Linked DNA regions of Mus musculus: region 2 is linked to region 1. The links are chromatin contacts, called in public HiChIP or PLAC-seq maps. All regions are on one chromosome and are shown on one strand. Each heading gives the region's core, a stretch centred on a gene start, on an enhancer-like site or on the middle of the called end of the contact. The rest is flanking DNA. Distances are from core to core; before and after follow the strand shown. Region 1 holds the start of Oit1 (oncoprotein induced transcript 1). Region 2 overlaps Cfap20dc (CFAP20 domain containing).

Region 1 (7,386 bases), core at 2,352-4,851:
AGTCTCCCATAGGAAGCCTCTCTGTACTTCTGGACAGCTGCCACTACCTTTGCTAATGAGCTAAGCTGGAGCTCCCAGTCCCAGCCCTGGGGGCCCCCAATAGTCCCGGCCTTGTCATGGGCTTGTGGACCCCTGACACTTTGTTCCTGACTTCTCTGTGCAGTTTTCTAGCAATGACTAGATGTCCAGGAATCAGGGAATATTAGCTTTGGCTTTCCCCGCATCGCAGACTGCATTTCCTCACCCTTGGTGTGGTGTCTCCAAGCTTCCCTGAAGCCCAGCACCCTCCCAGAGGTGGTGTTGGGATAAGCACAGTCAGGCTCCCATTGTTTTGCCTCCCCAGCAGCCATGCCCAGCGGAGGGACAGAGTTCCACATCTGGACCCCACAGGTTTCTCTAAGCCCAGCTGGCCTTGAATTCACAGACCCACATGCCTGTGTCTCCCAAGTGCTAGGGATTAAAGGTACGTGCCACCACACCCAGCCTAGAACCTAGAGGGTTTGAGGACATCTCTGCTACCCTGTAAGGACAACTATCCTATATGGACAGCTTGCAGGAGGATATAGCAACTTGGAGACAGACTCCTAGGAGTCTCATAGTCATCCCCAGACTTCTCCATTCTACATGCCAATGTATGTCTTTTTTTTCCCCCCACTGGCACCTGAGTCCTACCTAAAACACAAAGGTTTTCCCGTTTACATAGTTGCAAAAGTCTCAAGTTAAACTCCTGTCTCCTCCCCTCCAGAATTTGATCACTATAATCCCCAACAGGGCTGATAGAATCAGGCCAGCTCCTCATGTCTTCATCAACAGCTTCCTTTTGATGCCATCTCTTCTGAAGCCACCCTGCTGCCACTACCTTCACTGAGGGAATAGCTATGGGAGATCTAAGTCCTTGGCATGGTGCCATGGGCAGGCAGACTTCTGTTGTGGTTTACCTAAGAGATGTCCTCCCAAAGCTCACATGCTTGGGTCCCGTGCAGCAGTGCTCAGTGGTGGGTCCTCTGGGAGTGATTGGATCATGAGAGTTCTAACCTCAGGCCTAGACTAATCTGTTGAGTTCATAGCTTAATGAGCTATTAGAAAGTAGTAGACACTTTAAGAGGTGGAGCCTAGTTGAAAGGCATAGTTCATGAAGGTACAACCTTGAGGGGTTCATCATGTCTCCACCCCTTACCGTAATGCTTTCCCTTCTCGCTCTAGTCCCCATGAAGCCAGCAGCTTTGCCACATTGCATGAACCACACTGTGATGCCCTGCTACACCATGGTCCCTGATCCAATTAACAGCAATGGGATAAAAACATGAACCCAAATAAACCTTTCTTCTTGGGTAAGTTGAGACAGAAAACTGACCCATAAAATACATCTCTTGTAGGGTCATGGCCTATTTTATTCCCAGTCTTCTGCGTGACTCTTCAGATGGACTGTGAACTTCCTGAGATAGCTAAATGCCTTATGGCTTTTAGCCATACGCACCTAGTACCTAGGGTACAACAGGCACTGAACATCAATAAGAGCGCCAACCTGTGAGTTCACCTGCTCCACGCCAGCCCCATGGCAGGTGCTTGGCATTATTGACTTGGCTAATTTACACATGTAAGCCTCCAGGAATCTGCTAATGTGCCATTATTTTTGAAAAGATATAAACCAAAATACTAATTCCAACATATAAATGGATTGTGTTTATCTACCATAACACAGATGACTCATTCTTTGGAGAGAGAGAGGTTTAGACAAGTACAGAATATGAAGTACCTGGCCCAAGGTGACACGGCTGACCAAAAGGCCGAGGTGTGATCCAAATGCTGAGGGCACAGGAGCTCTCTCAGTGACTTTGGGTCTCTTGTCTGGTTTCTGGGGAGGAAACTGATTCAGAGTTCCCACCTGCCTTTGAGAGCTTCCAAAAGCAAAGGATTGGTATCAGCCATAGGAGGTTTCAGCATCTTCTCCAAGCAACAGTCAGTCAGTCCTCTTACTGGCTGTCCACACCTCCATCAGACACAGCTTTCACCCCAGGAGGAATGGCTGCTTCAGCCTAAGGAAGTGTTGCCAAGCAGTGACTTCAGATATCCTCCACCATGGAAAAAGTGCCAAAGAGTCCGTGAGCAGGTTAGGCTACTCAGCTCTGCAGATCCCCAAAGTCCTACTGGGATATAGCAAGCAACTGGGACAGCTTGCTGCCAAGGCCTAAGCTCAGAAAAGGCTATGTGAATGATACGCACGAGAGAAGGCTCCAAGCATAGCTCTAGGTGTAGCTCAGCAGACACAGATGGATCAACTGGCAAAGTCAAACCCTCCCCTACAACTGTGTTGAACCTGGATGGGACACCTCAAATCTCACTTCTGGTCTGCAGGGCCCCTAATTCCCACCTAATTCCACACTGCCTTAGCCAAATTAACCTCCCGAGAGAAGTCTGTTGTCCCTAACTCTCAGGCTATCTTCCCAACATGTAACAAAATTGATTTGATAATGATGGTCCCCCACAGGTTGTTTTTTGCTTTCTGGCCAAAACAATGGTGTGTTTACCTGCTCCACTGTGAGTGACCCATCTGCAGGGCCACTCCAGAACCAGCTGTATTACAGGGCACTGGGGCACAGTGCCTGGGTACAGCCTCTGCAGCCATTCTGCCGGGGAGAATGAAGGCTCTCTGGCCTCTGGCTCCCCTTCTCAGGAGCGGAGTAATAATGAGACCCAACCCCCCATGAAGAGCGGCTGGTGCTATTATCTGTTTCACTCATTCCTCCCACAGATGCCTAACAGGCAAGAGGTAACTAACGCTGAGCCAGGATGTTCAGCCCCTCATTCCCATTTCCCAGATGAGGAAAACATATCTTAGTGAGAGGAACTAGCTGGACAGTATGTTATCAGGAAATCTCACAAGACCACATACCTTTGTCATAACCTTTCAGCTCAACCTTTTCAGAGATAAATGACATTTGTGGCCAGAGAACATCCTGGCCTTATTCATTATTCAAATATTTGTGGAACTTGATGTTCATCTAGAATGTGTGTGTTTAGAAGCCCATATACGTAGGTGAATTCATACATGTGGAGATTCTCTGTGGTCTAGGGATAGCATCTACAGTGAGCTACAGTGGGTTTCAAATCCCAGGCTTTTGAACCCTAGATCTTATTTTTGTATTCACAGCAGACATAACTAATCAACATGGCCTGCACTGAGTGATAAACCAGCGTTCCCCTCTGTCAGCTGGGATTGATCCCTTCAGAGGCAGTCTCCTCACTGCAGCCTACAGTTGCGTTCTTTCCCTTTTCTGCTCTTGCTTTCTTTCTCAGGCTTGCTGCTTCTTCATCTTCCATCTTCCCTGCCTCTATCATTAGTTCAAAAATGTGGACCGAGAAGTAAAGCCCCCTCTGGTCTGGCAGAGACATACCTGAGGCTCAGGGCTCACTCTTCACTGCCTTCGCGTTGAAGAGGTGATGGATCAGCTGTTGATAGCTTGAGTCTTTAACCCAGCCAACTGCTTTTCTGGCCTGGCTGTTGAAGAGCAGCCTTCTGGTTCTTGGCAGGATGGGAGTGGTGCTGGTGCTGGTGCTGGTGCTGGTGCTGGTGCTGGCCCTCTCTAGCCGGCTGCTCTTAGATACAGCTGCCTAGAGGGAGTGACCAGCCAGGTCTTGGGCTCCTTGGGAGGGTAGCTACTTCCAGCCCTACCCATGCTGAGCGCTGCTTGGAAGAGATTTGCCATAAACCCTCCCTGCCTCGTTAAACACCTTACCAGGAAGGAGGAAGTTTAATCTAGAGCTCTCAGCAGAGGAAATGAGGCTAAAGTCTGGTAGGGGCTTGGGCAGGACTGTGCTTGTTTTCTTCCAAATACAGCAGCTCCAGCCTTCCCAGGTGACGCTTGGGTGCTAGCACAAACAACTTTGGAGCAGAACCCCCACCCCCCACCCCCAAATCAAATAATAAAACAAAACCACTCAAGCGGTGCTAAACCGTCCAGGGCCTGAGTGAGGTTGAGGTAGGTGTAGTGAGTCAGTGAATGGGCTTTCGAGGGCTCTGAGCCCACTGAGGGAAACGGGGGCTCTTGGGTCAACAGGGAGAGGAGGTGGCATGGGAGAAGGAGTCTGGGTTTGGGTTGGAGCACAGTGAATTATAGATTAAAATGGGGTGGATGGAGGAAGCAGGGAAAAGCACAGTGAAAGCGATATATGCCACTCAGGTTCACTGGGAGGGACTTAACATCCTAGGCTCTGTCACCAACATAGACTTACGTTCTTTATATATCTCTTTAGGATGCATTATTGTCCAGAAAGACCTTTGGTCCTTATACACTTGCGTCAGGGTGGGGCTAGGGCTTCCCCATCTGTTAACCCCAATTTCTTCCCAAAACGATGTGAGACCCTTTGGGATGAGTATCTTGGGACGTAAGGTACAGCAGCTGGTCAGGATATAAAGACAAATACCAGGAGATAGTGTCAGGGAAGAGCAGGGAGCAGTCCCTGGTGTGTGTGTGTGTGTGTGTGTGTGCATCTCAGGCCAGCAGAGTAGGGGAAGCTATGTGTTTATGTTCTGAATATTGTTGCTTCAGACACCTCATGGGCTCAGGGATGGGGGTGGGGGCACCTTCCTCAAAGCAAATAAACAAGCGAAGCATTTAAAATGGTGGCAAGGTAGAAACTTGTGCAGCTTGCAAGAAGCTCTGACTTCAGTGACCCCGGAAACTTCTAGCAAGAGGTGACATGTGAGGCAGCTTCTCTAAGGACAGAGCCTTGGGGATGCTGTGACAAGTGACTTGCAGGCTTGGTGGCTTCAAACATGTGTCTAGTGCTCACCTAGGATCAAGGTGCCAGCAGGCAGGGGCTTAGGCAGGAGCCTCCAGGGACTTCTTTCCTTCTCTACAGCCAGCACCTTTGCCACTTGCTGAGCATTCTTTCTTCCTTCTGTCCCTCAGTCACCCTCCATTCCCTCTTCCATCTTGAGGACTACCCCTGGGATGGCACTGGGCCCACATGGGTAGTCTGAATCATCCTGGCTTTCTTGAGACCAGCAGATGAATAAGTAAATTTAACCTTTGATTTTTTTGGAAACACTACATATTTACAGGTAGCAGAATTAAGACATGGGCCATGTATGGAGTCATTCTATACAAGCAGGGTCATAACTTATTTTGTGTATAGCATTTGCAACATCCTGAAAACATTACTATTGTATGGGCAGAAAAGGAGGCAGTCTCTTCCCTACCCATCATATCAAGAGAAAACATTTATTAGCATGCACGTGCATACTGGAGCTAGCCACAACTTGAGAATTTGCAGGGTCAGAATGTAATGTTCTCATAGGAAAGAGGAACATGGGGTTGGGGTGGGTGGTACCGGTGAGGAGGTGCCTCCCTGCAGACACAGACAGCCTGCCAGGCAATATCCCGAGGCATGCTGTCCTGTGAGGAGTCCAGGCAAAGCCCGGCTGGGTTTAGTGATGACTTTTGGTCTCTTCTCCCAGGGTTCATCATTCCCTTATGGGATAGAGTCCCAAGGAGTTTAAGGTAGTTATATTTCCTGTAGGAGAAGCTGTTTCAGAAGGGGAATACCAGTGAAGTGCTACACTGTACTTCAGGAAGAAGCAAGAAGGTCAAAGGGATCCAGTTTCCAAGGTTGTTCAGCTCAGTGTGGCAGATTGCCACATTTTGAGGTACAGTTTTCTGACACCAGCACTGGTTTCACTTGTCTGTCCTGTGGTACTGGAAAGTGAAGTCCACACAGTCAGGGGATACTGACAGTGTTCACCAGCATGCTGTCTGGGCCTCATACAGTGCCTGGTGAAGACAGCAAATAACAAATGAAGCATGAGTTCTGGTCACACAGCTGGCATTTGGCAAGGACCAGTCCAGTCAGCAACTGTGACCCTGTGGGGTTGCATGGTTTTAGGGCCTACTCTAAGCATCTTCATAGCGACACTGTCTTCTATGAGTAGGATAATCCCTTTGTTACAAGGTTGCTGTGAGCATAGAGTCAGAGAACACATTATACCCTTCCAGGCGTGTCCAGGTTGCAGGTTGCAGACTGCAGGCTGCAGGCTGCATGCAGCCCTAGATGGCCATGAACACTGCCCAGCATAAAATCCCAAGTTTACATAAATACTTCTGACATTTAAAAAAAATGATTTGATTGATTGGTTCTTGAGCATGAACTTTGAAGATGCCAAGGTTGTATTGCAATGCCAAAAGGTTGGCCAAGCCTGCAACCTGAATGAAATGCTCAGTCAGGCTCCACTTGGGATCGAGGCATAATATCATCTATGCATTTGGCTTGTCCAGGGACAGAGGAAGCTGCATCTTTTCATCCCTACCTCCCTTTCAGAGGAGGACAACACTGATCACGCAGGGGCCGCGTGTGTCAAGACTGACTGGGTAGGAAGTTTTTTGGAACTGGGAGTATCAAAAATGTCACAATTGGTGTTCTGCTGTTTACTCATTTCCTGTCATGTCTGTTTATTGCCCAAATGTTGTCAGTGGTGAGAAGAAGGTGAGAAAAGTCACCATCTTTTAGTGTTACCAAAGGGCTCAGGACATTGACCATGTCAACAGCAATCCATGCCTCAGGGAAGCTACTCTAGGGTAAAATTGCATTTGTTTTTGTTTAGTTTTAAAATCAACATAGTCCCATCAGAAAAAGTTTGAAAACCCCCTTCACTCGTATGAAGGGAAACTAACCCAGCAATGCCCCTGGGATTGGGCAGCTTTGGGTTGCTTCCTGCCCTGGGTGTGGTCAGGTTTTGCATTGTCTGCTCTCTTGTGCCAGAGGCACTTCCCTCTAGTCATGGAGATCTGTAGAGATGATTTCTCGTTTCCACACTTAGAGAGTGCCATGTTTGGTTTTACACTTTCCAAAGCTAGGCATTTAGAGTTCTCTTGTGTGTGAGTACATGAGTGTGTGAGTGTGTATGGAGTATGTGAGTGTGTATGTGAGTATGTATGGAGTATGTGAGTGTGTATAGGTGTGTGTGAGTATGCGAGTGTGTCAGTGGGTGTGGGTGATAAATACATGTGAAAATGGGAGTAATGGTATTGTAAAGTTGAGTGTAGTGGTACATGCTTATAATCCCAGCCTTTGGTGGTGTAATCAGGAGGATGAATTCAGACTTCCTTGATTACATAGTGAGTTCAAGGCCAGCCTGCACTACAAAGAGACCCAGTCCCAAGAAAATAACAACAAAAAAATTAGAAAGGACATTATTAAATCAAATACACACATATTTGTAATTCATCTTAAAAATCTCCACATAAAACTGTTACTACCTACAACTTGCAAATAGAGAAACTGAGCTACAGAGTAGTTAAAAGCAATTTGCCCACATTGAGACAAGGGGGAACAATGAACACTTACACATATGCCCTTCTCTGAGATCCTAGACACCAGCCATCAGGA
Region 2 (7,386 bases), core at 2,289-4,788, 52 kb after region 1:
ATTTAAGTGCCACCTGAATTCAGCCCCTCCCCCACTTCTACCCATCCCCCCTTATGAAGACAAATGGCAACCCCATGTTTCTAGTCCCTCCCTGCCTTGAGCATGCACTTCTCCATGCCCACTGCACTGGCTGATCTGGAATGGAAGTTCTGTTTGTTGAAGGGCAACTGGGCAATGCGGATCCTTGACATATCAAGGCTGTGAGCCTAATGAGTTTCCCCTCTGACAATTGAGGGAGAACTATGCAGAGTAAGAGATAATGAGTATGGAGATTCCCAAGCTCCTGGCAAGGTTCACGTAAGGCCCTTCCAATGGCATGCAGACCACTGGAATCCTCACCGGAAGTTCTCCAAGTGGGAGAGGAACCCACCTAGAAGTGAGGATCATGGATTACTCTGCCCTCTGCATCTGAGAGCCTCTGGGAAATTAGCTTTCCAACCTGATTTGCAAGGTCAGAAACTTAAAGAAGTAGTCTTTGATCATTCTTGCTATGACCAACTAGATGACTGAATCCCAACCTGCCTACTAGGAGAAAGAGAAAATTAAATTTTCTTGTCAATAATTCTATGACCACCTTACCTGGAGTGTAAAATGACTAATGTGGGTGCTGCTACACAAACACAGGGACATAGCTCATGCTGAACTTTCATGGTGTGAATTCCCTTCCTCCCTGGGGTTTCCAGGCACTGATGCACACCAAGTGGGAAAGGATGAAGGGGAGTCTGGAACAGGTGGGGTAGCGGGAGTCCAGCTGTGAGTTCCAGGGTGGTGGTGGGGGTGTCTTTGATTTCAGCGTTACAAGCCTTCTAGACAGTATTCAGTGAAACAGCTCTCTTAGATTATATTCAGTGAAATAACCTGTGCTTTTGATTTGAGGGAGGCCCGGGTTATAAACCGTGGAGAGTGAGAAGGGCTTCTTTTTAGGGTAAATATTCATTGGCTCAGGCTTAAGGTACTGGGAGTACCTCATTTGCATGGAAAGGCATTCTAGGAAGTTGAGCCTGTAATTTCTGCCAAGGACTATGTGATATTTCTCAGGTAGCAGGTTTGGGATTCAGGCTCCCCAGATAAGGTCAGGCAGAGAGGATGAAGCCCTCCTGGGAAAGAGAGTCCTCTATTTTGCGCTGAGCTCAGGGGACCTGTCTGGGCATGGTAGACCGCAACCTTAATAGAAGGGTTTTCCAAGAGATTCCAGCAATTTCAGAAGACAGAGGCACTGTGTGCAGAGGGAGCAAAGCAAATGGGCCTCTGTGTTTCCTGTCATTGTACAGTTTAAAATACAACAGCCCAGAAACTTCTAACAGTTGGATCTTTAACTAAAGTCAAAGAACAATTTAAAATGAATTCTTTTAACTAATTTTTTTGAGTTCTGTACTCTGTGATGACACTGTTCTTCCTTCCTTCCTTCTTTCTTTCTTTCTTTCTTTCTTTCTTTCTTTCTTTCTTTCTTTCTTTCTTTCTTTCTTTCTTTCCTTCCTTCCTTCCTTCCTTCCTTCCTTCCTTCCTTCCTTCCTTCCTTCCTTCTTTCTTTCTTTCTTTCTTTCTTTCTTTCTTTCTTTCTTTCTTTCTTAAGATTCATTTATTATTAAATATAAGTACACTGTCGCTGACTTCAGACACAGCAGAAGAGGGTGTCAGATCTCATTATAGGTAGTTGTGAGCCACCATGTGGTTGCTGGGATTTGAACTCAGGACCTTTGGAAGAGGAGTCAGTGCTCTTAAACTCGCCAACCCCCTGTTCTTGTTTCTTAAAACTGTTTATATTAAAAAGAAACCCAACCCAAGAATGTGCTTGAAACAACTGATTTGAATGAAGTTAATCTGTGAAATATGGAGAGATACTATATGGCAAAGTTCTTTTCCTCAAAGTCTGCATATGCATGTTAGTCATTTCCTTCAATAGAAAACAAATGGGACAGGGAGAGAGGGAGGCTGATGCTGGGGTGGAGGAGGCAGAGTGTTCATCACTTCCAGGGACACTGAATCATTGACGTGATACTGTGCATTGCTGACAGTTGCTTTCTCATAATTCCTATTAACTGGGATCTGTAATTCAATAATAATTTAGAGACTGATAAATATAAATCATTGTAAGTTGCATTCTGATTAAAGGAAACAAGAAACTAAATCAGTCACCAGACTGATACCTAATTACCTTAGGATGTATACTGAGTGACCACTTTGCAGCCACTAGTCCTAGCTATAGACGGCACATATTAGAAAGCAAACAGAGACTATGCCACTAACCACTCATGAAACTCCCAACCTGGAATGCAAAGCTAAATCATGGTTTCAAAAATCCCTAATGTCCAGGCTATGCTTGGAACTAAGCAAGTCAGACGCAGTTGATGAAGCACTCAAGCATCTGCTCCTAGGAGGCTCCAACAGGCAACAGAATCTTCATACAGTGAAGTGAAGTCCAGTTAAGGAATTTCCAAATCCACCAGGTCAGCCTGGGACAGAGCTCGGTTAGGCCCAGGCATGATAGGAATGGTGATCTCACAGTGAGGTCCCACCAACTAGCTTAGTGTCTGTGCTTACCAAGGCAGGCAGGTCTCTGAATTCATTTGCAATGTTAAAAAAAATGTTCTTGCTGTCTTTTCTAAGAATCAGGGGGCTGGGGTCATGGGATATTGATTCATGGGACAATCAAAAGGGAACTTGGGTAATGACTGCATTGATATGTGAATAAAAGACTGGGCTTTTGATTTGTGAGAGATGTGTGGAATTGCAAGAGATAGATGTCTTGAGAGAGAGAGAGCTGTCTGGAAAGCTGTCTCAAGCAGAACATAGGCTGTCACTTGGACCCACGATTTCACTTCCAGTTGTTTTCTGGCAGCTTCCAGATACCCCTTCCTCAGAACCCTTGTCTAAGCAGAGGCCGGTCCTTGGCAATTTTGCATGCTCTATGAAGCCTTGTTTTATTCATTTTCATTTTGTAAACATGAAGATATTTGAGAGAGAAATTCATAACAAAGTATAATTTGAGAAAAAGGATTAAAAGCTTATCAAGCACAAACATGGCTTTAAATAATGTATGATCCTTTGGACAGGAGCCCAAATCTGCTTGTGAAAAAAGGTACTTTCTCTATTGAGCAATATTAAATGAAATCAGGGGACTGCCATTAAATCCATCCACACACCAATAACTTTCCATTTCTAACGGTGTTCTCCTTATCAAAAACCTTTATGAAATAACAAAACCTGTCTGTTAATAAGAACTTTCCCTCTCAGTCTTAAAGTATTTGCCACATGACTCAAGGCCGTCTACTTGAACATGGGATGAGTATACTTCCTACTCTGTGATAAGAGCAGAACTGCTCTGATGTACCTTAAAGATCAAAGGAAGCCACCTGGCTCTCTCTAGCCATGGGTCACAGAAGCAGTGAGGAATGGAAGGGTGTTAAGATGGCAACTCCTTGTTAAATCTGGATCCATGGAGTGAGACTGTTAAGATTCAAAGATCAGTGGTAAAAGTTAGGAGGAGTAAAAGAAAATTACAGTGCAAAGCAGCTTAATGATTAACAAGGCTGTGAACTTGGCCAGCTCTGGAGGAGCGAGAACTGAAAGCACATAGTGAGGTCACGCCCACAAACCTGATCCATAAGTCTGAGCAGCTCACGGTTCCAAGGAGTTAAAGCAATGGCAACTTGCCTAGGAATAATGTGGTAAGGACAACAGGGTGAACAAAAGGAAGCACTCTCTTGGCCTCTATACTTTATTTTTAATACAAACACGCCATAAAAAGGTTTCAGACATCTTTTAAACAAGAATACACTTTCTGTAGTGTATCAAGCCATCATTTATTATCGATTAACACTGGAAAAATTTGAATGAGTAATTCTTAATTTGCTTATATAATGTATACGAAATGAGACTTAGAGGACTGGAATGAACAACTAAGAACAAATTCAAAGCCTAAAATCTGGTGTCTGTATTAATTCCTCCACAACTTTCAAAGCCACGCACTCAGCTACAAAGAGAATGCAGATGTTCTTAACATTAAATGCTATTTACAAAGCCCTTCTCTCCATTCCTTTTGACTCCATGGGCCCCCATGCCCAACACCCAGTCACGGTGCCCATTGTGGACTTCACGCTGCTGTTACGATGAAGGAGCTAGACCAACTCGTAGTATTTGCCAGTCTGAGGGTCAAAGTAGCAGTTGAGACATGGGTCATACAACAGAGTCAGCACTTCCTCGTCTTCTTCCACACGTGGATCCTCTTCACCTGTGGACAAGGGGAAACCACCAAGACATTAGCCATTGGTGTGGCCCAGAATTCCGTAAGTGCAATCCCAGAAGGGAGTCAGGGTGGGGTCACCACCTCTCTAAAGAGCTTTCTCTATGCAGGCAAAGGTTAGGCTGGAAAGAAGGACCACAGTAGAAACTACTGGATTCACTCAAGCACTCTAAGTTTGAGAAGAAATGCCAGGGACCCAAAGGGCCAGCTCCACAATGAAGGATATAAAGTAAATAGGGGGCTGAAGAGATGACTCAGGGTTAAGGACATTGGTTGCTTTTACAGAGGACCCAGGTTTGATTCTCAGCACCCGTATGGCAGCTCACACTTCCTGTAGTAACTCTAGTCCTATGGTATCCAACACCTTTTTCTGGCCTCCATGAGCACTGTACACATGGAACATAGACAGACATGCAGGCAAAACACTCCTACATATAAAATAAAATAGAATGAGAAGAAACAAGCAAACCCAAAACGCTGTAGAGAGGAGCCTGAAGGAAAGAGGATGAAATGGCAGAGTCACATGCATTAGCATCAGGATACACAGGATGATATCCAAAACACAAGTACCATGAGTTCCAGAAACTGTGTCCAATGCAGAGCAGTGAGTTCAAGTCAAAATAGAGTCTTCACTCATTTTGTTCTAAGAAGGCTACCAAAAAACTATGCATTTAAATGATGCCATTTGCAAAGTTAAGATCCATAAAGCAGAAAATGTTAGGTGAGCTGTAGTTTTCTCAGTGGTAGGAAGGTCTAAGCTCCATGGGGTTATAGATGGTGGCTTGAGTGGAGGGAACATCATTGCCTAAATCATTAGCAGGGTTTCTGATACGTTGTATGCAATTAAAACCGTTTTATGAGAATACTTTCTCGGTTCTCTCAGTGCCCAGCATGGTGTTAAAGACTTTGGCGTTCGAGTCCTGATTCCTTCAGAAAGTCTGTGTTTTCCCTTCAGAGTGAGAAAGATAAGGGTAGTCACAGAGTAAAAGAGGTGTTTAGGACATTTTTCTCTTTGTTAGCTCATCTCTCTAAGGACCAAGGACAAGTGTGAGCTTGAGATTTCAAAGGACTTGGGCAGTGAGCATGAAAAAGATCTGCAGTGACAGAGGTTCAGTGGAAAACTGCATGGTTCATGGGTGTGTGTGTGTGTGTTTGAGTGTATATGCACTGAATGGAGGTGAATGGCTGTTGTCATGCTCCAAGGCTCTCTATCTTACATTTTGAGACAGTATTCTTCCCTGAACTGGAAGCTCACTGGATTGGCTAGACTGGCTGGCCACTGAGCCTCAGAGACCCAGCCATCCTCACCTCCCAGTGCTGGGAATAGAGGTCTGAACTCCCATTCTTGACTTTTATGTGAGTGTAGCAATTGGAACTCAGGTCCTCGTACTTGTGTGGCAGGCACATCACGAACTGAGCCATTGTTCCAGTCCCCCAAAATGTTTCTTGAAGGCATAAATAAAAGCCTATTATATTACTGGGATGGGTACTGAACTGTTATAATAACTTAATAATCAGGGGGTTCAGGGCCATGTGTTCTACACCAGCCTAGCCACAGCAATACCCTGACTTCAAAAACAAAACAAAACACAAAAATCTCATGATCTTAAATGCTCACAATATAATCAGGTGGTGGAGGGAGGCTGGGCATTTTATCAGGAAAATCAGGGCAAGCTGTTACAATCACTATCAGGACACTGGTAAACTGGAGTTAGGACCACAGGCATATGTTCACATGATGAGCAAGGCTTTGAAGCCACTCTACAGCTTATCGCATTTGTACCACCCAAAACATAGCCCTTTCTGGAGCCAGACACCGAGGTGGGTGCCAGGCACAAAAGATTACAGGAAACAGGTTTGTTCTTAGGGCATGTGTAGTGAATGTGTGTCGGTGAGTTCCACACCAACAGTCCTAGGGCTAAGACAAACTGATGCATCTGCCCTGCTGACTGATACCTCACTGGAGGAGGCCTTAATGGTTTGGAACCAGTTTCTCTTGCAGTAGCTCCTTAGACAATTACGACTGTGTTGAACAGGCAGGGATTAGGGTATTCATTTTGCAGACGAGGAAGCTGAGGCCTACAAAGGGAATAGGCCATCTGAGGTTGCTTGGAGGGAATCAGAGGCAGAGTTTGGGACAAAGCCAAGTAATACGGCTTAATCTCAGTGTCCCTTCTCATATCCCGTTGCAGAAATGAATTGACAGGCTGTTAATCTGAGTTTGCTCGAGTGCCCAGGTTCCTACTTATTAAGACACCAAAGCCCCAGCTCAATGTAAGAACAAACAAACAGACTTGTGCCCCGTGGCTGAGAAATTCTCTACCTATCCTCAAGCTGGCTTCCTCCTCAGTCTCTCACAAGCAGCTTCCTCCTCAGTCTCTCACAAGCAGCTTCCTCCTCAGTCTCTCACAAGCAGCTTCCTGGGCTAGCTTTCCAGGGCACATATGAAAGTTTCCTTGTCTTCTTGCTCTCACTTGAGCCTACTTGGTTGCAGATTGATGGTGACCAATGCATGAGTTCTTGTCTGCTCAAATACACTCTTTAAAATCTTAATATGCCCAAATTTAGCTTTTAGCACCATGCTTAATGTTTTTGTGAAGGGTGTGGAATCACACATTTAATTGGGAACTTAAACATGAGACAGACTAGAAAAATGTAAAGGTGTCCTACATTTTCAAATATCAAATTTGGAAGCAGAACAAATCTGACTTCTCGTGTTTCAAAACCTACTGATGAATATGACAGAGGCTATTAAGGGGTCAGGAGTAAGGAATTCAATAGGCTCAGTGATGGGGGCATTAGCCCTGCCTGCCTTAAGATGAGGAGGGCCATAGGCATGAGCAGTCTAGAGGACTTGGTGGGCTCCAGGAGGAGGCCAGAGGGCTTTGGAGAAGCCCATTTTGGCTCAGAACAAGGAGGAATTTTCTTAGCATTAGAACTGACCAGTAAGTGGAAATGTCTTCTAGGGAGGGCAAAGGCTAGGGAAATAGTTGTATAGGATTTTGTCGATGCATCTACATGCTGCAGAGGTCCAGATTCAGAGACCCTACGATGAGTTCCTATGACCTTAGCATCCCAGGGTTTACATCCTTCAAGTGTTATGGACTCTGTCACCAACCACATTGGATTAACAGCAGTAGCCA

The links. HiChIP or PLAC-seq counts read pairs in DNA pulled down with a chosen protein or histone mark.
Region 2: a contact with region 1 is called in an H3K4me3 HiChIP or PLAC-seq map of intestinal villus epithelium, with 6 read pairs. The contact joins the enhancer-like site here to the promoter of Oit1 in region 1. A contact is called at or near these places in 1 of 39 promoter capture datasets (hippocampal neurons), 9 of 484 Hi-C or Micro-C datasets (colon epithelium, embryonic stem cells, morula and 2 more), 3 of 115 datasets of contacts at active chromatin or transcription factors (embryonic stem cells, intestinal crypt epithelium and intestinal villus epithelium) and 2 of 9 other capture datasets (adipose tissue and pancreatic islet).

What each region holds. Positions count from the first base shown.
Region 1 is chr14:8,375,162-8,382,547 of GRCm38.p6, forward strand. It overlaps Oit1 (oncoprotein induced transcript 1), which reads right to left and starts at 3,602. Exons shown (of 10, transcript NM_146050.2): 1 at 3,396-3,602. It overlaps Gm41095 (a long non-coding RNA gene), which reads left to right and starts at 3,944. Exons shown (of 3, transcript XR_874217.2): 1 at 3,944-3,980.
Region 2 is chr14:8,427,488-8,434,873 of GRCm38.p6, forward strand. It overlaps Cfap20dc (CFAP20 domain containing), which reads right to left. Exons shown (of 16, transcript NM_028934.3): 16 at 3,685-4,231. The coding sequence ends at 4,119. The region is part of intron 2 of Gm41095 (a long non-coding RNA gene); the gene reads left to right. Among named protein-coding and RNA genes, the nearest start is that of Gm46492, 33 kb to the right of the region's middle. Within about 2 kb of position 3,539, at least 21 of the 459 cell types and tissues checked have an H3K27ac peak or open chromatin away from gene starts, as enhancers often do. A contact at or near this core is called in colon epithelium and intestinal villus epithelium, where this site is marked.